Regions from separate parts of the Muntiacus reevesi genome. Here region 2 is linked to region 1. Evidence: chromatin contacts called from public Hi-C data. All regions are on one chromosome and are shown on one strand. Each heading gives the region's core, a stretch centred on a gene start, on an enhancer-like site or on the middle of the called end of the contact. The rest is flanking DNA. Distances are from core to core; before and after follow the strand shown.

What was found. A called contact is a pair of places that touch in the nucleus more often than the background predicts.
Region 2: a contact with region 1 is called in a Hi-C map of blood, with 4 times the contacts expected there. The contact joins the promoter of NHEJ1 here to the promoter of PTPRN in region 1. A contact is called at or near these places in 2 of 3 Hi-C or Micro-C datasets (blood and muscle).

What each region holds. Positions count from the first base shown.
Region 1 is chr3:129,387,913-129,394,814 of mMunRee1.1, reverse strand. It overlaps PTPRN (protein tyrosine phosphatase receptor type N), which reads right to left and starts at 4,704. Exons shown (of 23, transcript XM_065930507.1): 1 at 4,558-4,704; 2 at 3,073-3,123; 3 at 2,705-2,818. The coding sequence starts at 4,672.
Region 2 is chr3:129,522,156-129,529,422 of mMunRee1.1, reverse strand. NHEJ1 (non-homologous end joining factor 1) reads right to left here and starts at 3,217. Exons shown (of 8, transcript XM_065930547.1): 1 at 3,110-3,217; 2 at 1-269. The coding sequence starts at 174. SLC23A3 (solute carrier family 23 member 3) reads right to left here. Exons shown (of 12, transcript XM_065930540.1): 9 at 7,064-7,169; 10 at 6,588-6,755; 11 at 5,455-5,550; 12 at 4,474-5,360. The coding sequence ends at 5,074.

The DNA of each region.
Region 1 (6,902 bases), core at 3,455-5,954:
TTCCAGGGAGAGAAAAGAGTGAGATGGAGATTGTCCCTCAGGCTTGGAACAGTTTGAGGGCTTAGTAACAGGGGCCAGGGCAGATCAAAACGGTACCCTCTACCCTGCAGTGTGCTGAACTGGGCAGAGCCGAGGAGCAATGGAGGGGGTCCAGAGACCTGGTGGGTGATCTGAGCTGTCCTTTCCGCACCCCCCAACCCCACACCCAGGTGCAGATCTGGAAGTGAGATGGCCTCCGGTGAGACTGGGTTTAAATCCTCTGCCACTTACTAACTGTATGTCCTTAGCTGAGCCTCTCTGAGCCTTAGTGCTCTCATCTGGAGAATGGGGGTTTATACCTCCTAAAATTGTTGCGATAATTAAAACACAATATAAAATGGTTAGAATAGTACCTGACACACCATGAGTATTCAATAAATGTTATTATCATCATCATCATCATCAATATTATTATTAATCTTATTTTTATTGATCCTGAACCTTAGTTTTCTTTATTTGTGGTGGTGGTGGTGGTTTAAGTGGGAATAACATATACTTTATGGGTCTGTAGTAAAGATTAAATGCAATCAGGGACTTGAAAATGCTTGGAAACCTCCAAAGCATTATACACCTGTTTTAAGCCTTCATCAACATCATCTTATCCTGAAGGCAGATCTCCTATTTGACCATTTGCCTCCATGAACTCTGCTCACAGGAAAAGTCAGTCATCTATTCTAAAAGGATAACCTCCCACTCTATCGTCCCACCTACTCCCATTCCTTTTTCCTTGCTTCTGGATTAATACTCATACTGCTCTTAACTCATATCATGGGATCTATAGCTGCCTTTTTGCCTATTAACATTAGATGAACTATCTGTGTTTCTATAAAAGGCCAATCCTCCACTTGGGCACTAGATTTCATCCCCTGCTATCTATTCAAGAACATCTTCCCCACAATTCTCCCCTTCCTCCTATATCATCATTTTCACCTGTTGTCTACTGAATTATTCCCATTCACATACAAACACAATGCAATTTCTCCCATCTTATAATAAAAATACTGCTTGAATCCCACATTCCCCTCCAACTGTCACCCCATTTATTTGTAGCAAGACTCTGAAAGTGTTATCTCTGCTGGCTGTATCCACTTCCTTTCCTCCCATTGCCTCTTACCCCCTCTATTCAGGATCCCCCCCCAACAACTATTCTACTAAAACTGCTATCATCAAGATCACCAGCGGCTTCTGAAAATCTAAATCTAAGGTCGGTTCTCAAATCTCATCTTACTTAAGCTACCACCATCATTTGACACTGTTGATCCCTCCTTCCCCCTTGATACACTCTCACTTAGCTTCTAGGACACCAAACACTCTTGTTTCTCCTTCTACCCCATTGGCTCCCCCTTCTCAGCCTCCCCTGTTGATTCCACTCCTTCTCCTGGTCCTCTTAATAGAATTCTTTAGGGTTTTTCCTCATATTGACTCAATCCTTTGACTATTTCATCCACCTCATAGGTTTAATTACCTCTGTATGCCAAAGAATTCCAAATTTATATCTCTGCTTCAGACTTCTCTCTCTCTTCCAAAACCCAATCTTATATACTCAACTTTCCATTCTAATTGAGTGGATATCTTGAACTCAGTATAATCAAAACTGAGTTCCCCCCCCCTCCCCAAGTTGATACTTCTGCATAGTTAATATTTTAATGTTTAGTGTTTCGATGTGTACCATTGATTCCCTACATTCTATTCTCAACACAGCAGCAAGAGAGATCCTTTTAAAGTAGAAGTGATGTCAAGCACCCCTATGCTGAAACCTTGTGATGCTTTCCTCTTTTACTCAGAGTACAGCCAATGTCCACACATTCTCCTATAAAATCTTAGAACATCATTACCTACCTGACTGCATCTTCTGCTCTGCATCTCCATCACGCCTCCACAGCCTTCTGTAGAGATGTTTTCCCTGGTGTTCCTCAAACTCATGCTCCTATCTTAAGGCTTTTGTTCTAGATCGTTGGCCAACCAAAACACTGTTTCCTAAGATAACCTTCTGGAAAACATCCCCACTTCCTTGATGTATTTATTCAAATTTCATAGCCTCAATAAGATCTATCTTGACCACTCATTTTAATACTATGGCCTCCTACCTCAACATTTCTGATCCCTTTATCCTGCTGTAATTGTTTTTTTCCGTGGCTCTTATCCCCTTCTAACATACTAATGTTTTCTAATTTATATAATGTAGTCCCTCCCTTCATCTCCTGAATATAAACCCCAGTAGGCAGAGATCTTCATTTCACCCTTTGATAAATCCCAAGCACCTAAAACTATGTTTGCCACATAGAAGTACCCAATAAATACTGGTTGAATGAATGAATTGAATGAGTGGGGTGTTCTCCTGGCTGAGGACCCCAGGATTCACAGCTCTGGAGTACTCAGTCAGTTCCAGAGTGTGGGCTGATCTCAAAGAGATGAATGCTGGCCTCTTCCAGTGGCTTCTTCTAGCAGCCTCCTCTGGATTCCTCCAGAGAGTCTAAGTGTGAACAGCCTATCTCTAGAGTTTCACCCCCACTCTTGTCTCCAGGAAGGTCTGGGAAGGTGAGGCTGCACAGTGAGTGTGATAGGAATGTTTCATGAGAGAAAACCTGGAGTCAGGTGGTCCCTCCCTTCCCCATCTCATCCACCCAAGTTACAGCCTCTCTCCTCCAATGCATCTAGACCTCACCTTGGGACATGAGCTGCCGGAGCACGCCTTGTAAGCGCTGAAGCACTGGGGATGTGACTTGCAAAAGGGGCCGGGCCTGCCCCACTCCCACCTGGCACTGTCCAAACAAGCCATCTAAGAGCACAAAAGTGGTGTCAGCAGGGGGATTGGGCAAAAGGCCTTCCAAAGTCCAGGTTGCAAATAGACAGCTCTGTCTCTATCTCCTCTCTTGGCTTCAGAGAGCTTTGCTCCTCCAGGCCATCCCCCCCTCTTCTCTCCGAGTGCATTTCCCCTTCTGACTTCCAGGCACCCACCCACACTCACAATACTTTCTCATTGTGTACCCTCCCCCACCCCGGCTTGTAACTCCTATGTTTGGTTTCACTCACCCTGAATGCAGACTTCAAGGTGAGAGCAGAGTCTGCGATCGAACAGACAGCCTGTAAAGAACAGGTGAGCAGAGAGGCTCAGACACCCCCATGCACACAGTGGTCAGATGGATGAACAGGCTAGGGAAGGGGGAAGCAGGTGGGATCCAGTCTTTCATTCTAAGGAAGGCTTTAAGCTGGGAGGAGAGGAGGGCAGAGGCCTCCTCTTCTTAAGAGGAGGATCTGGCTTTGGGTTTCAAAGATCTGCAAGTTTGGATTCTTTCCCTAAAAGCCTCAGTTTGTTTAACTGAGTAATGGGGAAAAGAAGCCTTTCAGGTGCATGGGGGTGGTGATGGAGGAGAATCATAGATTTCTACTCTGATAGAATTACTGCGGGGTAGTTTATGTCCAAATTCAGAGGGAAAAGGGACTTTCCTTCCCATATCTCCAAAAGTATCTTATGATGGCCTGGGACTCAGAAGAGATGGGAACCCTAGCATACTTCTGCTTCGCACGGGAAAGGGTGGGATGGCTCTAAGGCAGTGCTCCATACACGGTCCCTATAGTCCGTGTCCCTAGCCCTGTTGGCGCTGTTCGCGGTGCTGAAGCTCGGAGCCCGCGCCTCTGAGGGTTTGCCTGGAAGCAATTATGGGGGAGGGAAGGGCGACAGGGTGAGGAGCCTTCAAAGGACCTGACCTCTCCGCCATTCCAGCCTTCATCTTCCACCCTAACCAACCCGCAGCGCCACAGGAAGTACCTTGCCCTGGCCTCCAAGCCGGATGGGGAAGGAGGGCGTCAGACTGCGAGCCTGCGCCCCTTCCCCCACGCGCCCCCGGCCCCCACCCTCCCCCTGCCCATGAGTCAGCGCTGACTGTCTCCGTCCGCTCAGATGTGAGTCAGCACCAGGCCTGGCTGTGGGGAGGGGGCGGGAGACGACCCCTCCCTCTTCACCCTCTTTGGCCCCCTTCCCCCGCTGTCCGCTTCGTATCGGAGATCAGATTACAGCGATTGGCCTCTCCAGAAAAGAAGAGAAACCCTGGCCCTTCGCTTGGCCTGATCCTCTACGGAAATCTGGGACCCCGGAGCTCGTGGGCCCGACTTCTACTGCCTGGAAATCGCGGTTCTCTCTCCTTCCCTCCCCTCCTCCATCATTCAGCGCCGCCACTTTTTGGCGCCTCGGGGACACTTCCTTCTCTTGCGTCCCGTCTCTAGGTCCCTCTGCCCACACGCACCCCCATTCCTTCTCCCCAAACTTGCCCTGAGCCCTCTTCTCTCTGGTCCCGCCCCCGGGTTCCCAGCCCCACCTCCAGGCCTACGCCCCTTTCCTCGCAGACGCCCTCTCTTCTCTCTCCGCTCACCGGGCACCCCCCGACCCCACTCCACACACACCTTCCAGCCGAGGTTCCCACCTTCGTGATACTTCCCACTCCCTCCCCTCCACACCCCCGGCACACCCCACCGAGTTCTGCTCTCGGCACCCTCCCCCACCCCCCGTTTCCTCCTGACCGTGGGCACTAATGGCGTTGCAGCCTCCCGGGCGGCTGCCCAGCAACAGCAGACAGAGGAGCACCCGGAGACCCCCCGATCCCCCGGGACCCCCAGGCCGCCCTGGAAGCCGCATCCTTCCCGGCTCGGCTCTCCAGCCCGGCAGCCAGAGCCGCAGCTACGCCGGCCCGAGCCTGCCAGCGGGGCCGAGGCGGGGCCTGCCACTCCCCACCCACCGAGGCGGGGTCTACACGCCCCTCTCGCCGCAACTCTGCCAACCCCAGGCGGCTGGTGACGACATCCCCACCCCCGGCTCTGGCGTCGATTTGCGTCATTCGTGGCGTAAAAGCTCAGTCTTCGTGGGGCTCGTACTCACCCCAGCCCTCCTACACCCAACAGTAGGTGCCTCTTTAGAATTGTCACTTGGCCTCAACTTGACATATTCTTCTCCCCAAGGGCCACCGCCTCTATCACCCAGTCTCAGGGTTGGCGAGATGGGTTCCCGTTGGGTGGGGGCCAGGAAGGATGAGTGAGTCGGGTAGTATAAACCTTAAGATGTGGAGCATAAAAATGAACAGAATGTGTCCTCTTTCGCATCTCAATGAATAGTTCCTCTCCCATGACTTCATGGCAAATGGATGGGGGAAATGGAAACAGTAAGAGACTTTATTTTGGGGGGCTCCAAAATCACTGCAGATGGTGGTGACTGCAGCCTTGAAATTAAAAGACACTTGCTCCTTGGAAGAAAAGCTATGACCAACCTAGACAGCATATTAAAAGGCAGAGACATTACTTGACCAACAAGGGTCCGTCTAGTCAAAGCCATGGTTTTTCCAGTAGTCATGTATGGATGTGAGAGTTGGACTATAAAGAAAGCTGAGCACTGAAGAATTGATGCTTTTCAACTGTGGTGTTGGATAAGACTCTTGAGAGTCCCTTGGACTGCAAGGAGATCCAACCAGTCAATCTTAAAGGAAATTAGTTGTGACTATTCATTGAAAGGACTGATGCTGAAGCTGAAACTCCAGTACTTTGGCCACCTGATTAGAAGAACTGACTCACCAGAAAAGACCCTGATGCTGGGAAAGATTGAAGGTAGGAGGAGAAGGGGATGAGAGAGGATGAGATGGTTGGATGGCATCACTGGTGTGATGGACATGAGTTTGAATATGCTCCGGGAGTTGGTGATGGACAGGGAAGCCTGGCGTGTTGCAGTGCTTGGGGTCACAAAGAGTGGGACACGACTGAGTGACTGAACTGACTGACTGACTGTCATCCTTAAGAGCAGGAATGGTTACACATATGTGCTTGGACTCCAGTTTTAGAAATGCCACCTACTAGGGGTATAAGTTTGGGCAAGATGTTTAACCACTCTACTCCCAAGTTTCCTGATCTGTGAAATGAAGGTGCCAGTAGTACCAGGTGGCTGTGAAGACTGAGAATTACGCTCATTGTACTAAACACTGGATAGGTACTGGCTTTTTTTGTTAGCTTCGACTCACCTTTCTTTCACCCCCTTCCATGGCTGGTCTATCAAAACCTTGTGGTTTCTGCCTGAAAAATATATTTCCCAACAGCCCATTTCTCTCCATGCTCACGGTCCTACCCCAACCATTGTGCTCTTTCACGACTATTGCAGTAATCATCTAACAAGAATTTTGCTTCCATTCTTGCCACCCAATAAGCTTGGGAGTGAGCTTTCTAAAGTTCAAAATTGATCACTTTACTCTTGCTTTTCAGTAAAACTTTTCCAAAATACTATATATATATATATGTATATATATATATATATATATGTATATATATATAAAGATAAAAAAGATAGTGGTGCATAGAAAATACTCATATACTCGTCACCTAGCAGTTGTGTTGGACTCTTTGTGACCTCATTGACTGTAGCCTGCCAGGCTCTTCTTACCATGGGATTCTCCAGGCAAAAATACTGGAGTGGGTTTTCATGCCCTCCTCCAGGGGATCTTCTTGACCCAGGGATTGAACCCAGGTCTCCCACTTTGCATGCTGATTCTTTACCACCTGACCCACCAGGGAAGCCCAACAATACTGGAGCGGGCAGCCTATCTTTCTTCCAGGGGATCTTCCTAACCCAGGAATCAAACTGGAGTTTCCTGCATTGCAGGTGAATTCTTTACCAGCTGAGCTACCAGGGAAGCCCCAAGTTCCCTTCTAAATGTTTCAACATGCATCTCCAAGAAATAAGGATATTTTCCTATACCACCAATTTGCTATTATGACCTAACAAAATTGACAATAATTTCTGAATAGCATTTCATACTCAGTTCATATTCAAATGTCTCAAACTGTTTCCAAAAATGCCCTTTTTTCTGCTGTTTTGTTCAAAATAGCAG
Region 2 (7,267 bases), core at 1,968-4,467, 140 kb before region 1:
GGCTCGCTGGCTGATTACACTAGTGTCCACCTGTTCATGCCACACCTGTTGAAGGTCTGAAACCAGCAAGGCATAGCCCTGCCTGGTGATATATGCCTTGACCAGGAGGGAGTTCTCAGCAAGCTGTAGCCATGCCCATGGCTGCATCAGTAGGCCTTGCTCCAGTTCCTCCATCTGCAGCAGAGTCTTAATTTAGCAAAGTGCCTCCAGGGTCCTGCAGGTCTGACACCACTCAGACAGTTCTGTATCAAATATGCTTTGTGAAAATCCTAAGAAAACAGAAGGAATGGATTTACTTTCTTCCCCCTCTCCTCCACTCTCCCGATAAGTAATAAGCTGAGCATCAATCTTACTACGTCTGTTCGCTAAAAATCTATCCAGAATTTTGACAGTTTTTTTCTCATATTAAATTCCTAGAGGATGTAAAATATCTCCTTCTTCTATAGCATTTAAGCCTCAATAAATGGGTACTAGTATTTCTGCTTTCCAATGGTAAAACAATGTGGAAACCTACACCATTCCTGTCACATCTTTATCACATTCCTAATAAATATGTCAGTGCTATCCTTTCCCAGAATTTCCAAAAGAGAAGAAATTGTTCTTTTTTTATAAAACATCTTAAGTGTCATGAGCAGGAAACTCAAATTATTTGATCATTATCTAAAAACAAAACTCTGGAAGCTCTCAGAATTTTAAATATGTGTGTATGTGTGTGTGTGTGTTTAGTTGCTTAGTCACGTCTGACTCTTTTTTTTTTTTTTTTTTTTAATATTATTTTATTAGTTGGAGGCCAATCACTTTACAACATTTCAGTGGGACGTCTGACTCTTTTTGACCCTATGGACTGATTGTAGCCTGCCAGGCTCCTCTGTCCATGGGGATTCTCCAGGCAAGAATACTAGAGGTGTGTATATTCACTAAACATACATATATTCCCTAAGTTACTGTATGCATATATATATATATATATACACATTTATATGTACCCAAAATACATTTTCCCCTAAATATAGATACATTCTCTAAGACAGGGATTCTTAATCTAGAGTCAATGCATGTAAGTTCTCTGGAATTTTGCTTATAAAAGCAAAATTTGTGCATAAATGCATATACCCATTTGGAGGGAAGAGGTCCACAGTTATGGTCAAATAAAAAGCTAATAACTCCATGTCCAGAAGCAAAGAGAAAAGTCCCAACTCCATTTCAAGAAGAACCTGAATGACCTAAGAAGTCAATATAAGATACAGAACATAGCAAAGGTAGAGACCATGAAATAACTCCACTTCCCTCATTGCCCACCACCCCTCCCAAGGCACTACCACCAATGATATCATGCCCTGCTGAACATCCTGGAAGCCAATCTTTCCACTTCAGTAACTAAATGTGTAGCCTTAACCTAACAGATGTTCAGTAACTATGGCTACTTTATAGGCAGTTTGATCATTTTTCCTGTGGGTTAAAAAAAAGTGATAAAGTGAAATTCTATAAATACAAACTGAAGTTAGGGGAGGCAGATCTTTAAGAATATAAAGATAACAATGAAAATCCTTGGATTTCATTAATATGGTTAACATGGCTCTGTTCTTCCAGTCATTTTCATCTCAATCTAAGCCATTATTCTTCCAACCATAACCTACTGCAGCCTTGTAACATAATTTGTACAGTCACTAGGCAGGTGAAATAGAAATGCACGTATTGTGATTTTTATCTGCAGCCTCAAAACCTTCTGTTTGGAGGATGGTATTTCAGTCACATTTCCCCTGCTGTTCCTACTGGGAGAAGATCTGGGAATGACGAAGCCAGTCCTCACCAGGCCACAGTCCCACTTTGCCCAAGATCACACACCTCAAGTCCATCACAAAGAGCAAGTCACCAAGCCCTTCTCTCCTTTCTAGGCACTCCCCAGGGTGCACTCTCAGTCACCAAAATTGGGCTGATTATCTGAGCCTGTCACTTCAGAAAGCCTGGATGCTCAAGACGCTCACACTATATGGTGTTTTGTGGGCGGGGGAGGAGTTTAAAATGCAGCTGGGGGGGCGGTCAACAAGCCCCCCAAAAAGGTTTGAGAAATTCAGCACTACACCTAGAGTTAGCTGCTCCCACCACACACATCCAGTTCTGAGGCCTCAATATCTCAGCTTTTTATTTCCTTCTAGGATGACTTCACATGAACTAGACTCACCCCTTTATTATTCTTTTTTTTTCTTCTAATAATTTTTTATTGAAGCATAGCTGATTTACAATATTATATTAGCTTCAAGTGTGGTGGTGGCGGTTTCGTCGCTAAGTCGTGTTCGACTCTTGCGACCCCAGGGACTGTAGCCCGCCAGGCTCCTCTGTCCACGGGATTCTCCAGGCAAGAATACTGGAGTGGGTTACCATTTCCTTCTCCAGGGAGTCTTCCCGACCCAGGAATCGAATCCGGGTCTCCAGCATTGCAGGTAGATTCTTTACCTACTGAGCTATGAGGGAAGTCAAGTGTACACCTGTTATAATTACTGAACGAAGGAAGGGGAAGTCCGGAGGGCCAACAGCGGAGTGGGGTTGCCTAAGGTGGGTCGGCATGAGCCCCTCTAGGCGCAGTTCCTCCGCCATCCTGCAGAGGGCAGCAGAAGGCCAACGACCGGCCGGACTAGACCCCGCCCCGCCTCACCCTTCGGGGAGAGGGCGGACCCTGCCTCACTTTACCACAGCCCCACCCCAAGAGCCCCGCCTGGTGGCAGCCAGTTTCCATTCGCCCTCGCTAGAAAGGCCTTCCAGTCCGCGTTTCTACTTTTACAGAGCCGGCTGCGTGAGGCATGGCTCCCGACTCCCCAAGGGGCAACAAGGCCAAAAACCGGCTGCTTCCTCGCAGCAAGTTGCCGGCTAGGCGTAAGTACCTCCACAAACCCCGCCCCGCGGCCGGGAGGCGAGCTGCGCACGCGCGGCCTCCGCCACCCACCCGCCCATCCCCGGAGGCCTGGCCCAGAACCTTGGTCGCGCGCTGGTACCTCCTGGCAGGACACTTGGGGGGAGGAGGCGCTATTGCCAGGACCAGCCCGCAGGGCCCGAGAAGTCTCTCACTGCCTGGCCCCGGCCCTGGCCCGGATTAGAGCTCGACCCCACCTACCGTGAGCGGCCGGGAGAGCTCTCACCCTCCCCGCGGCAGGCTGGCCCGCCCGCGCCAACGAAAAGGCCTAGAGTAGAAGCATTTCCCACCCCCACTACAGGGAGGTGGGGTCTTGGGACACTGGGGCGGAGCCCAGGCCTGATGTGGGCGGGACATCTGGGCCCCAGGAGCCGATAACTGGAGTGCTCCGAGCGGAGGGCTACCGGTGCCCGGAGGCCGCCCTGGTAGGGAGGTGGAAGGATAAAGGCACTCCTTAGAGTTGCCCAGCTTCCCTGGGGCCTCAGACAGTAAAGAATTGGCCCGCAGTGCGGGAGACCAGGGTTGGGAAGATGCATCCCCTGGAGGAGGGCATGGCAACCCACTCCGGTATCCTCGCTTGGAGAATCCCCATGGACAGAGGAACCTGGCTGGACACAGTCCATAGGGTCGCAAAGAGTAGGACACGACTGAGCAGTCGACTAAGCACAGCACAGCGGAGTTGCCCTAGCAGAGTAGAAAGAATGCCAGACGAAATGCAGGAGAGGGGACCACGAATTTGGACTTGTTGAAAAACCGGAAGTCAAATTTCCGTACCCTACCGTGTCTTTTTTATTGTTTTGTTTTTAAATAAAATGAGGGGCTTGAACTTCACTAGATATTCTCTCTTGGGTCCCACCAGCACGCTAGTTAAGAGATGAGTCTCCCAGGCATACTTCCCCTGGTCTAACCTTATCTTGTACCTCTCCTGCCTCCTTTCTCCCTCCATCCACCGCCATACTTATGCTCCATCACCAATCCAACTCATCTTGTACCTTGTGTAACTTAGTTTCACTCCATCTGGACACCCAAGTCTGAAAAATTCTCCTCATCCATGTTCCACAACCCAAAGTCTTCTTAAGGCCAGCCCCAGTGCTACTTCTATGTAAAGTCCTTCCCACTGTCCTCAATCAGAATTCATTGTTTCTTCCTCTCTGCTCCCCCCCTTTTTTTTTTCTCAGTTCAGTCGCTCAGTCATGTCCAACTCTTTGCAACCGCGTGAACCGCAGCATGCCAGGCCTCCCTGTCTATCACCAACTCCCGGAGTCCACCCAAACCCATGTCCATTGTGCTGGTGATGTCATCCAACCATCTCATCCTCTGTCGTCCTCTTCTCCTCCTGCCCTCAATCTTTCCCAGCGTCAGGGTCTTTTCAAATGAGTCAGCTCTTCGCATCAGGTGGCCAAAGTATTGGAGTTTCAGCTTCAACATCAGTTCCTCCGATGAACGCCCAGGACTAATCTCCTTAGGATGGACTGGTTGGATCTCCTTGCAGTCCAAGGGACTCTCAAGAATCTTCCCCAACACCACAGTTCAAAAGCATCAATTCTGCGCTCAGTTTTCTTTCTATAGTCCAACTTTCACATACATACATGACTACTGGAAAAACCATAGCTCCCATAGCATTCTTTTAATCTTTATTGAAGACTGACTTCCACTTTGGATTTTAATTAGTAATTACATGTCTTTTATTGTTATTGTTTTGATGCACCATTAAGCTTATGGGATCTTAGTAGTTCCCCCATCAGGGATCGAATTCACATCCCTTGCATTGGAAGCTCGGAGTCTTAACCACTGGACCACCAGGGAAGTCCAGTAATTATATGTCTTTTTAAATCATAAGTGTTTGAGAGGGGAGGGACCATGTCTTATCCATATCTGTATTTCCAGGACCTTATATTCAATAAATATCAGTTAAGTGAAGGCTAGGGCTTGAGTATAGATCGTTCACAGACAAAATATCACTCATTCATTCACAGCCCCTGCTCTGGAACAGACCTAACTAAGAAAGGAAAAGGCAAACACACCTATTGGAAAGTGAGACTTTTGGGGAGCCCATGTGAGACACACAAGTACATCCTCTACCTGGGAGAAAGTGGTGCCTGCGATCTGGTTCTCCAGCAAGCTGGGAGGTAGGATTAAACTAACCAGAGTAGGAGTCCTAGTAATTACTGGGACTCTCCTCTGCTAGGCTGAGGGCACTGGTCCCCAAAGTCAGGCAGCAAGTCAGCTATCTCTCCGGGCTCAGAGGGCCCTCTTTCCTCATTCCCAAAGTCTTGGGGCAGCGGGCAGAGGCAACGGAGGGGTTGGGGAATGCAGGGACACAGGTTTTGGATGGAGAAAGGAAGCTCATACTCTTGATCTGCCCTCTCCTTAGACTTCTGAGGCATTGGAGCCTCTCGGGCAGTGAAAGGAGGTGGCAGCCCTTGCCCTAGACCTCGCTCAAGCCGTGTGCCTGCAAAAGACAATGTGGTCAGGTCATTGCCCAACCCAGGGAGTGATGACTTCCTGGCCACTCCCCAGTCTGCCGGGGCCTGGCCTCAACTTACCAGGAATGGTGTTCTCTAGGAGGAAGCCCAAGAGTCCCGCCAGGAAGATGGGCTCTGTGAGCAGTGAGCGCAGTAGCACATCCAACGGGCTCCAGCCTACAAGGGGTTGGGACCAGGCAAGAGGGAGACTCGTCATGACGCTATGCAAAACCAAGGGTCTAATACTTCCAACCTAAGCTTAAGTACTGGATGGAGGACAGGTCTTTCTGAATTGTTCTATCTCCCCCTCCCTGCTTTGTCCCTCTGCTCTTTATTTCCCACACCCATACCCTTCCCACAGGACCCCTGCTTAACACCCTATCTTCTGAGCATCCACGTGCCTTCCAGATATGCTTTGATCATTCCAGGCTCCCTGTCTTTGGAAAGTTTGGTATTAAAATCCCCAGCCTCACTTCCTACTTCTCACCTTCTATGCTCTAGCCTGAGTTCCTCAACTTCAGTACTACTGACATTTTGGACCAGATACTTCTCTGTTTGAGAGAGGCTGTCACCTATAGCTGCCTATAGCTGGGCACTATAGAATGTGTAGCAGCATCTTTGCAACCACTAAATGCAAGTAACTTCTCCCCTGCTTATAACAACGAAAAATGTCTCCAGATATTGGCAAATGTTCTCTGTGGGGCAAAACCATCCTCAGTTAAAATCACGGCTGTTTGCTGAGCTGAGCTAACAAACTAAGTTATTTGCTGCTCCTGGGACATATGCTATGACTTCCTACTTCAGCATCTTTGTTTACTGTGGTTCCTCGGTGGGTAATGACCTTCTCATCAAATACGTTTCAATCTTACCATCCTTCAAGACCAACTCAATGTTACTTTCTCCATAAAAGTTACCCGGATCATCTCCAAAAGAGGCCATCTCTCTCACCGCAGAGCATCACAGCTCTTTATCTGAACCTTTCTAGTTACATTTCTACACATCTCATCTCTTTTACTAGACTGTAAATCTATAGGCACCTTTGTATCCCAAGGAAGCTAGTATGGTGTTCAGTAAATACTTGCTAAACAAATGGACAGACTATTTATCCCCAAGCCCAGAGAAGGGTGTGAGGCCTGGAGTCCAGAGAAACTCAAGCCTTGAGCCCTTGCTTGCCCACTGCCAGGCAACTCCTCTGTCCCTCCCCCTCCTCCCACCTGTGCTCAGTAGGACTTGAGCTTCCCGAAACCACCTCGGCAGCAACAGGGCTGTGAAGATGGAGAAGCCAACAATGAAGACATTCCTCCCAGAGTCAATGTCAGCCAAGTGGAAGCTGGAGAATCCAGTAGACAGAACCACGGCCTGGGTCACCCCCAGCACTCCACCTGTCTCATCCGGAAGTAATCAAAGAGGTTGGGAGAGGACTGGCACAGCAGAGTACTTACTATAGGGTGAGGCAGGTTGTGATGGGCAGAGACCACCAAAAAGCCCAGGAGCCCAGAAGCCCAGTCAGGAGGCTGAGATGTGACTGAGAAAATGAGGGCAGCTGCCACATACTCACAGCCATACGCTAGGGAGGCTTCTCAGAAAGAAAGGGTGTCACCCACAAGCAACCAGCTGGGCCCTGCTGAGGGATCCCGGTTCAATACCAGTGCTGCCGAGACATCCGCTCACCAAGAACAGGCCCACTCACCAAGCACAGGCAGCGGGATGGTGGTGAGGAGCTGGGCTAGCCTTGGGGAGAGCCCCAGCGCCACGCAGAACAGCCCCACCAAGTGGGCCACTCGCCGAGGTCCAGCCTACGTGATGAAGAGACACTGGAACACACCTCCTCGACCACTCAAGCCTTTTGCTTGGCCAACCCCATCTCATCCTTTGGATCCCAACTCAAATGTTA